Linked DNA regions of Mus musculus: region 1 is linked to region 2. Evidence: chromatin contacts called from public Hi-C data. All regions are on one chromosome and are shown on one strand. The core of a region is the stretch at or near the end of the contact, and the rest is flanking DNA. Distances in the headings are between cores, read along the strand shown.

Region 1 (5,206 bases), core at 559-3,058, 91 kb after region 2:
CTTGATTCGAGCACACTGATTTGAGGCATCTTGTCCCTTTCCTGTTTTGCAATCGAATTTTCCCACACAACCAGATCTAGGCATGAGGTCTCACCTGCCTGTGCCCATTTTTCTATCTGTAAGATGGAGTTAGCACATTTAAGTACTTAGAAAGCTGAATTCTGAAATCTTTGGCTACTGTGGTTATTAGTGGACATATTAGGACATTTCAGTAACCCTCTCCTGCCAGCTCTACCAACATGAAATCCATCTTATCTGAAGGTAAACAGAAAGAAAGGCATCCCACCAAGAGATTATAAAGCTTCCAAAAATAGCAGAAGAAAGGAAAGTCTATTTTTCTCATGAGTTAAAAAAAAAAAGGAGGAAGATATTTTTCTTAAACTATGTGTCTGTGGCTCTCAGAATTTAGCACATGTAAAAAGCACTTATGAGATCTCCTAAAAACAAATCCCTAAACAGAGTCCTCTCTACCACATAGTCAGGATCTGATTTTAGGTCTGACTTGGCCTGCTTGGTAACTCGGGGTCTCACCATGGACCCAGACTGGTCTTATCTGCTGTCTCAGCCTAGGAATTGCTGAGCTTACAGGCTTGTGCCACCATGACTGTCTGGTAGCTGTTTTCAAAGAAAAGGAAAAGCATTTCTCCAGTTAGCCATGGGAGCTGCCAGCTGAAGTCTTCCATTACTCAAGCCCAACTGGAGCCCATACTTGATTCTCTTTCTTGTTCTGTTGGCTCCAAACCATTGCCTATATTCATTCCTCCATGTCCACAAATTTCTGAAACTGCCTGTTTATCTTCCTTTAGGAGTAGGGAAGAATGGCTTCCCACCTTTTCATCCTTAAAGAAGAGCCACAGTGGCTCATAGCAATAGCAGGGATGTGTTATAGTGTGGGAGGTGGGTGGCCTCCCAGCCTTTCTTGGTTATCTCGCTGCTGTCCTGAGGCCTTTCTGTGTCTGTGTGTATGTGTGGGGGGATGTCTGTATGTCTCTATGTGTTTGTCTCTGTGTGTGAGCCTGTGTGTGTATGTGTGTTTCTGTGTGTGTGTCTGTGTGTGTGTGTGTGTGTGTGTGTGTTTGTCTGTCTGTCTGTCTATATGTGGGTGTCTGTGTGTGGGTGTCTCTCTGTGTACTTGTATGTGTGTCTCTGTCTGCCTGTGTATGTGTATGTCTGTGTCTGTATGTGGGTGTCTCTGTGTGTATGTATGTCTGTATGTGTGTCTCTGTGTGTTCTTGTGTGTGTGTGTGTGTGTGTGTGTGTGTATGTCTGTGTGTATATATCTGTGTGCGTGTCTATGTCTGTGTGTATTTGTGTGTGTCTCTCTGTGTGTGTCTGTGTCTGTGTGTGTTCCCTTATAAAATTAGTGTAAGAACTGAAAAGGAGAAATGAACTAATAGGATGGAAAGATTTTCATTCCTCTCTCAAAGAAGCCTCTCAGCTGGGCGCCCCAACATTTTATAGACATTACACAGCAGAGGGGCACTGGGGAACCCTGACCTTTGGACCCACTCGGCTCTCAGGGGTGCATGAAACTGATACACTAAGCTAGTCTGAGACATCCTATGTCACTGAAGGATACCACGCCAAGGTTTTCTCTCCAGCATGATGATGCTCTATCTCTCTCCTGCTTCCCTGAGGTGGGCCACTGGGTGTTGTCCACTCCTGGGACTGGATCCTACTTCCAGCCCCACCTCCCATAGCTCCACTTCCAGGCAGCAGGAGGCCTGAGGCTCCATCCCCACTGCTGGTGGGCTGATCAGACCTAGTGAGACAGTGCCCTGGACTGCTTGGTTCTGCTCTTTCCCAATCTGTTCAACTCACTTGCCTGCTGCCAAGACTGCTCTTTTCTGCTGGCTCTGAACCAGTAAGTGCCCTGGGCAGGGACCCAGCCTCTGGAGCCATGCCCAGTGCTTGGTCCAGTGCTTGGCCCACTGCCCAGGAGTCGTCAAGAGTCTGGTCTGGGTATGTGTCCTTTCAGCTGCTTGTCCTATAGTCTTCTCCTTGGAGTGGTAGGATGGGAGACATCCATCCTTGTCATTTTTAGCCTACCCCAAAGCTTCTTTTTGCCCTTACAATAGAAATGGGCCTGATGTAGTTACAGGCACTAGCTAATTGGGGTTCTGGGACTTTTAAAGGCATTGGGGGATTCATCGTGAGCCCTCTAGTGTTCATAAAATGTTTTAGAGGGCTTTGGGGCCCTGAGTGGTGGATTCTCCAGGAACCACAGCCTGTGTGTAGCCTCAGTTTGAATGCCTATTCTAGAACATCTCTACCCTTGAGATCATTTGGTAAAAATAACCTTTCTGAGATGGGATATTGGGGAAATAAATAAAGGCTACCTTGGGCCTTAAAGACCATGTGAGTGGCCATCAAAGCAGACAATCTGTGTCCCTAGGGTGGTATCCACCACTCCACAACCACATACTGGAGCTCCAGAGGAGGCCCGATGAGACAAAACTCTGGAGGTGGGGGTGCTTTGTAATGATAGAGAGAAGAGACAAGGAAAAGATTTACAAGGCTCCCAAGCACAGAGACTCGATACACACACACACACACACACACACACACACACACATTTGAAAGAAATCAGGAAATTATAGAAAATAAACATTCTATGTAGCCACTAGGTGGGTGGCCATCGCATGTGCTGCAGACCTCAGACATTTAAATCAGAGCAGCCTAAGCCTTCCATATCTAATTCCCAGAGGCCATCTTGAACTGAGTTAGTATTGTTTATTAACAAAACCAGAACTTCTTTTTTTTCTTTCCTAAAAGCGGCACTTGGCTTTCAGACATAAATCTATATGGAGGAAATATAACTTTTCCCCAAAATCATAAGCAAGATTTTTTCGGAACTCTGTTTCCACCTGTAAACAGCAGGATACCCAGTCTGGGTTTTTAGAAAACAAGTCTAGGTTGCAGAAAAGACAATTAGAAAAAAAAAAAATCTCATTTTACCTTATATTCAGCAGATTTGGAAAGAAAGAACTACAGGACCCCAAAACACATCGCATGCTCAAAAATAATTGCCAGAGTGAGAGACCAGCACAATCTCTGACTTGGGCACATCTGACACAGTGGCATGCCTCCCAGTTATCTCAGTGACAAGTCCTGGGCAAAGTGTCACGTGGAGCATTATTCATCTAATCCCCACTTTGCTATGAACTGGAGATACTTTCCACATTCCACTCTTCAAACGTCACTATAAAGTCTTTAAGTCACAGGAGTGAAATTAAACATCCTGCCATGGGCAATGGGAATCGAAACTATGACCCCCCTAGTCTAGGATGCAAAGCCTAGCTTCATTCCAGACCAGTTCCAGATGAAGTTAAGTCCAAGCTGTAAACTTCCCTTTACTATCTTCATGGTCAAAGAAAGTTCATGACAACTTTAGAAGGGAAAATGGCTACTCTGCTAGTGTGGTTACTAAGACATCAAACTATAATTATTATCAAGAGTTTGCTAATTTATTTAGGATTTTAGAGTATCTCCTATCTAATCTTATCATACAACGCATTCTTGGCTAAACACATAAATTATGTATCAACACAGGTTTGAGGGTTTTTGTTTTTGTTGTTGTTGTTGTTTGCTCCTGTTGTTTGTTTGTTTTGTTTGTTTTTTGTTTTTTGAGCTGCAGCAGCAAGCCTTAGACATGTGAAAACATGTTACAGGATAGACATCAAGAGCAGCTGGAATAATCTCAGATTAAACCTGGCATCTTCTCAAACAAGCACCTTCACCTAGCAGGTAGCACTAAGCACTGCTTACGGAGAACAAGCAGGAATCACACAGAGCCCGGCACACAGAGCAGGGTGCATCAGTGTCAAACATACGGAGATTTGGATTCAATAAGTTCCAAACAGAAGCAAGAATCTCCGTTCCTTCCTCCAGCCCCTCCCTCTCTCATATCCCACCCTGCTCCCAACAGGGAATGAAAATTTTGACCTAAATTTGCTAGCTTGTTGAAAATGATTCTATCTTTCTTGTTACAAACTCACTTGAAGAAAAACTGTAGAATTTTGAACTTAGAGAACCAAAAATTATCTTAAAAGAATGGATTTTTGATCATTTAAATTCACATCATATTTCTTTTCCTTTGTCTATCTGGTGTTCAATGATTTAAAAAAAAAAAAAAAAATCTAGCCTAAAGCTAACCAGCAATCTGCCTAGAAAACTTGTCTTAACAAGCTAGGAAAAAACCAAAACCAACAACAACCAAAACAAAACGAAACAACAACAGACCAATAGCCTTACCTCTGTTACAGAAGAAATATACACAAGTATTAACTTTATACAAACAAGGTTGAAATGGGTGGGGTCCTTTTATTGACGTCCAGTTGTCACTGTCATTGGGAAATGTTACAGGCAGCTTCCAGTGTGTGTAGATAAATTAGGACGAGTGGAAGTGCTGAGTAACGATGCTACTTTCTGTATACCAGCTATAAACGAAGGCCTGAAAACCCTGAGCCATGTACTTGAACCGCTAAAACAAGGGGGGAGGGGAGCCCAGAAAACTAAGAGAGAAACATGTTGAGATGGGAAATTAATGAACAGAAATGGCATTCAGGCATGTCAAAAGATAAAACAGATTTAGTTTTTGGAAAGAGATCTAAACCTAGTAAACAGGGCCAAGTCTCATGAATTGCAAAAATTACATCATGTACAATCATTTTAGCAATAAATTTATTTTAACCATCGATAACTAAAGGTGGTTATTTTAGGAGAACGGAGTCAATACATTTGTTTTCCTGAAGCAGGCAGGGGCAGTATTGTGCTACTCCTGAACTTCATAAATATTCATTAATTTTTAAAGCACTCTGGTTAGCTTTGGCTATTAGCTATACAGATATTTTGCCCTTAAATAAAAATAATTACAATAATTTCATTATTTAAAATGTAACTAGCAAAACCAAAAAAAAAAAAAAAGACTATACTTTCATTAGTAAAGTATATAATCATTAGAGAATATATATATTTTTTCAAAGGATTCTGTTCTAATTGAATTCCTGGGGTAAAATTCTAATAACCATACTGACTAAAATAACCTAAATGTAACCGAAAGTAAATTGAAAATACTTTTTAAGTCTTTTTTTCAAATGAATCTCCACTTTCAAGAATACCATAGTGACCCAATTACCTGTGACGGGACCCAGTTGTTTGCCATTCTTCTGCATTGCACCCCCAGTATTTCATAGTAGACTGTCTT
Region 2 (5,098 bases), core at 683-3,182:
TGTGCTCAGCCAAGGAGGTTAGAGCCATGAGGAGCCATTGGCAGACTTTAAAGTAAGGAAATGACATATGTTAATTCCTTTGGGAATTACTGGGCCCCGCTGCCTGCCTGGCATTGGGTGGAGTTATCCATCAGCATCACCTGGAGAGCTGATGGCTCTCTGCTAGGGTCATTCATGGAATAAAATTTTGTTTCTTTATCCAATGGATTTTTTTGTTTTGTTTTGTTTTTTCGAGACAGGGTTTCTCTGTATAGCCCTAGCTGTCCTGGAACTCACTTTGTAGACCAGGCTGGCCTCTAACTCAGAAATCTGCCTGCCTCTGCCTTCCAAGTGCTAGGATTAAAGGCGTGCGCCACCATGCCCAGCTATCCAATGGATGTTTATAGAGGTATGAAAATGAATGAACCATGGGCATAACTGAATGCTATATAATTAATGCTATATAATTGAATTTCTATAAAAATCAAAAGCAAACCAAAACTAATTTGTGGTATTGGAATCAGGATTTGGGCTTCCTTGAGATATGAGGATGAGCCTGGACTAAAGAGAAACTTCTAGAATGCTAAATTACATCATTTCCTCTTTTTCCTCTCTCCCTCTCCCTCTCATGTACCTTACCCCTTGCTCGATCTTAAATTCATGGCCTGTCTCTTATACTTTAATGCCTGGCATTGGAAATCTAGCCAAGTACCTGGGTCCTCAGTAGAGGTCATGAACTTTGGAGAACTTACAACTGCCATTTTACTATACTAGAACAAAACAATCCCTATCTGAATTCTAAATATTTGTCCTTCTACCCACAGATAAATATAGTTCTCACCCCTCAACAAAGAAATTGCTCCTTGCAATAGATGGGAGACTGTTGCAGAAAACAACCACTGACCAAAAGGCTGAGAACAAGAGATTGTGTGGTGCCCAGCCCCAATGATATTGTCTTTTAAAAAAAATTATCTCTTAAGTTCTGATGTATAGACAAGCTAGCAGGTTACTACTGCTGAAGGGTATGCTTAGACTATAGACAGATCAAAACACATTGGTCCTACGTTTCTTTACAGGGAGAACCATCTGAACAAAAGAGCAGAGTACTAAAATTATCTGAGCAGTGAATGCTGCTCAAAGACAACCAGGTAGTTGTTGCAAGGGTAGGGTGACACCATTTTACTGACTTACTTGTTTTTATCAGTTTGCCTGTGTGTGTGTGTGTGTGTGTGTGTGTGTGTGTGTGTGTGTGTGTGTTAACCAGATAGTTTCGGGTGATTTACTACTGAGCTATATCTCCAGAAAAGATCATTCACTCTAGGGAAATTATATATATATATATATTACAATTTTTATAATTGTTTTTGTCTGTGATGTCCAGAACAGCCTGGAAGGAGCTGAGCACATCAAGAAGGGCTGAGCACAGTATCCAAGCACAGGATGCTGGCAGATGGCTGGAGAGAGGACTGAGGGATGCTGAAGAGTGGGAAGACTGTTTTGAAACTGCCACATGGCTTATGATGGGCGTCACTAGGAAGGAGGAAAACACTAAAAGAGCAAGAAAGGAGAAGTGACTCTACTGCTAGGATGGAATTTGCACTTCAGATACAAGCTGCTGCTCACTGACAGAGAAACTAGTCTACCAGATACCTGAATTGCAAGGAAAGTTGCCATTTCATAGATGGAAAACACAACAAGAAAACAGTAATATTTCAAAATGTCAAGTCACGCCAGCACCTCAGATGTGGGGTTCCTTTACTGCTGTTACTTTAAAAATAATTGTGTTTCATTAAAAACTGGAAACCTCCTCTCTGTCCCCACACCCCTCCTCTCAGGCCCTGGGATTTGCCAAAAGTCAACTACCGTAACAATGGTGAAAGGGGGTAAGGAGGCCCTCCTCTAGCCAGGGCCTCTTGCCAGGGACAGCAGTGCTCCTTCTCTGGCACTTCTTGTGCACAAAGGACTCTCCAGCTTTGAGTGGGAAGTCTGAGACAAGACAGAGCTGTGAACGCGCTCATGAGGGCTGTGCATTGCAAGCTCTGGCCGTTGTTTCCTTCTGTGTATGCTGTTTGTTTATTTATTTATTTCCTGACCAATGAAAACTCAGTGCACGACAAAGGGGTGTTCTTTCCTCCCACAAGTGTTGGACAAGCTAGCAAACGGCTACAGGAAGTCTTTTTCCGATAGTTTTCTCTTTGTGTGTTTTTAAATCTAGGAGTAATGAGTTTCCTTATGATGTTTCCAAACCTTCTTTGCTTTTTCCCTTCCTGGTCCCTGTCCTACTAATCCCCTCCTACCTACATGGCGTTCTGCCTTCTTCCAGTGCTTCTCAAGCCTTGGTGTGGGGACAGTTGTGGCTATATTAGAGTTCTTTGAGGTTAACTTAGAACTACAGACTTCCCAATCACACCTTAGACTGTGGAGTTTGGCCTTAGAATCTGCATCTTTAGCCAGGTACACCTTTACTCTCAGAACTCAGAAGGCAGAGGCAGGTGGATCTCTATGGGTTTTGGTTAGCCTGGCCTACATAGTGAGTTCCAGTGAGATCTCTCTATTGAACACTGCCCTTCCCCCTACCAGAAAAAGAATCTACATTTTAAACTTCTAACTGGTTATTTCTCACATTCAACATAAATAGACCTTTTTATAAACTTAGAAGGTGACCTCATTCAAACATAAAGACTTAGAAGTATGTGAATCTTAGAGTGAGTGTGGCAGTAGTCACCTGTGGTCCCAGCTATTCCAGATGCTAAAGGAGACAATCATTTGAGCTCAGAAGTTCGTAGTCAGCCTAGGTGGCACAGTGAGAATTTGTCTCTAAACAAAACACAAAACCAAAACGAATCAAACTAAAATATAGAGGTGTATATGTTCTACAGCATTTACTATAAAATAAAATAGACATTGTTAGCATTCTGTCTAAGCTCTGCCCCACAGTTGCCTGGCAACAGCCAGGTATGCCTGACTTACTATAAAAGGGGCTGCTTGCCTGCTCTTCATTCTCTTGCTTTCTCTTAATCTTGCTTTCCCTCCTCCCCTCTCTCCCCATTCCCTTCCCCCTCTCTCTCCACGTGCTCATAGATAGCCTCTACTCTCTTTCTCTCTCTTCTACTATCATCTTACCTTCCTGCCCCAGGCCCTAAATAAACTCTATGTTATACCATCATGTGGCTGGTTCCTTACTGGGAAGGAATGCCTCAGCATGGGCCTGCTGAGACACCCCTTTCCCGAATACCTGACTACACCTTCATAGAACATATCCCCCCTCTCTTTATCTTTTTATAAATACATCAGACATCACACCAATTCATTGATGACTTGTTTTAGAATATAACAAAAATGTGAACACAAAGCTCTAAGGGTAGACAGAGAAATGGAGTTATAGCTTAATGCCAGGGATAGAGACAGAAAGGGCCACTCATTCCCTGTAAATTCAGTAATTGGGAGGTTAATAGAGAAGGACTGTCATGAGTTTGAGGCTAGCCTGGGATACTAAGTAAAACTCTGTCTCAATAAATCATAAATAAACGTTAGTGCTTGTCTTAGTCAGGGTTTCTATTCCTGCACAAACATCATGACCAAGAAGCAAGTTGGGGAGGAAAGGGTTTATTAGCCTTACACTTCCATACTGCTATTCATCACCAAGGAACTCAAGCAGGTCAGGAAGCAGGAGCTGATGCAGAGGCCATGGAGGGATGTTCTTTACTGGCTTGCTTCCTCTGGCTTGCTCAGCCTGCTCCCTTATAGAACCCAAGACTACCAGCCCAGGGATGGTCCTACCCACAAGGGGCCTTTCCCCCTTGATCACTAATTGAGAAAATGCCTTACAGTTGGATCTCATGGAGGCATTTCCTCACCTGAAGCTCCTTTTCCTGTGATAACTCCAGTTGTGTCACGTTGACACAAAACTAGCCAGTACAGTGCTACAAGGAGGTACCTCATGATAAGGTCACACTTTTGTTGTGTCCAATCCAGAATGTCACATTTATCCCTCCTCATGAGTTTACACCATATGCTCTTCAGGAATCATTAGCACCTGTTTGTAGACTCTTATTGAAGAAGTCAGTTCAGACCCAGTGGAAAATTCCACCTGACCCCTAAGCATGTAGACCCCACCCCTCCTGGAAGAGACAGGTCAGAGAGCACATAGGCCAGAAGGGAGAGGCTGATTAAGCCCCTACTAGCTCATTCCCTAAAGACCAATCAGTTTAAAGGGTGCACTGTTCCACCAATCATATTGTGCCTAGTTGCTGATGCTCTATTCCACCACTGGAAACTGTATAAAAACTTGTCGAACAGGCTGCCCAGGGTCACCTCTCCTTTGGGTCTGGGATGACCCCAGGGCGCTGGAACAATAAATTCCTCTTGGTTTTGCATCAATCCCTGTCTCCACGTTGTTCACTCAGGGGTCCCCTGTAATTAAGGCTCGTCAGAGTCTTATATTATCAAGCATGTCTGTTTTCAGTTTATACAATCCATGGAACAGCACGGAGGCTCAAATGTAAACTGTTGGTACTTCCCTGTATCCTAACTGGAGATTTGTGTCACTTTAAGTGTCCCTCAGCAGTGCGCCAAAGGACCCAATGGACAAAGTGGTGTTTACTGGAGGCTTCCTGTTGCTTCTTGATTTACAGCTTTTCAGTCTACTCTCATAATGGAAAATGCCATAGTGTTTCGTTATCCTCGAGAACTTTTTTGATCTGTGTTCCCTTTAAGATTTGGTAACCTCTGATACACACAGTTTTATGTATCTATACACAGACAGCAGTGTTCTCTCAGAGGTTCAGCTCTTGGATGTGTTGCTGTGTTATTACTCACTGGGACAGCTTTCTTGGTCTTTTGAAATCTCAAAAGCAATCACAGAAGGTACTGGAATTTCAGTTAGTAAAATTTGATAAAGCCAAAAAACCCCACAGTTTTCTTTTCTTTTTCTTTTGTATTGTTTTGTTTGGTTTTGTTTGTTTGTTTGTTTGGTTGGTTGGTTGGTTGGTTGGTTTCAGATAGAAAAGCTGAACAGAGTTAAAACAACCACAAAAAGAACGAAAGCTTTAGTTAGCTGTTTTCCTTGGAGTAATATTACCTTCCTTCTTACCTAGATTCCCTCAGCTACCAACTTTCC

Evidence for each region. Hi-C and Micro-C count contacts between places; a contact is called where the count stands out from the background.
Region 1: a contact with region 2 is called in a Hi-C map of cerebral cortex, with 2.6 times the contacts expected there. The contact joins two enhancer-like sites. A contact is called at or near these places in 5 of 484 Hi-C or Micro-C datasets (Sertoli cells, cerebral cortex, embryonic stem cells and 2 more).

The regions. Positions count from the first base shown.
Region 1 is chr13:91,363,598-91,368,803 of GRCm38.p6, forward strand. No RefSeq gene overlaps it. Among named protein-coding and RNA genes, the nearest start is that of A830009L08Rik, 22 kb to the right of the region's middle. Within about 2 kb of position 1,809, at least 100 of the 459 cell types and tissues checked have an H3K27ac peak or open chromatin away from gene starts, as enhancers often do. A contact at or near this core is called in cerebral cortex and uterus, where this site is marked.
Region 2 is chr13:91,272,864-91,277,961 of GRCm38.p6, forward strand. Gm41014 (a long non-coding RNA gene) reads right to left here. Exons shown (of 3, transcript XR_873719.2): 1 at 5,072-5,098. Among named protein-coding and RNA genes, the nearest start is that of Gm41014, 2.6 kb to the right of the region's middle. Within about 2 kb of position 1,933, at least 27 of the 459 cell types and tissues checked have an H3K27ac peak or open chromatin away from gene starts, as enhancers often do. A contact at or near this core is called in cerebral cortex and uterus, where this site is marked.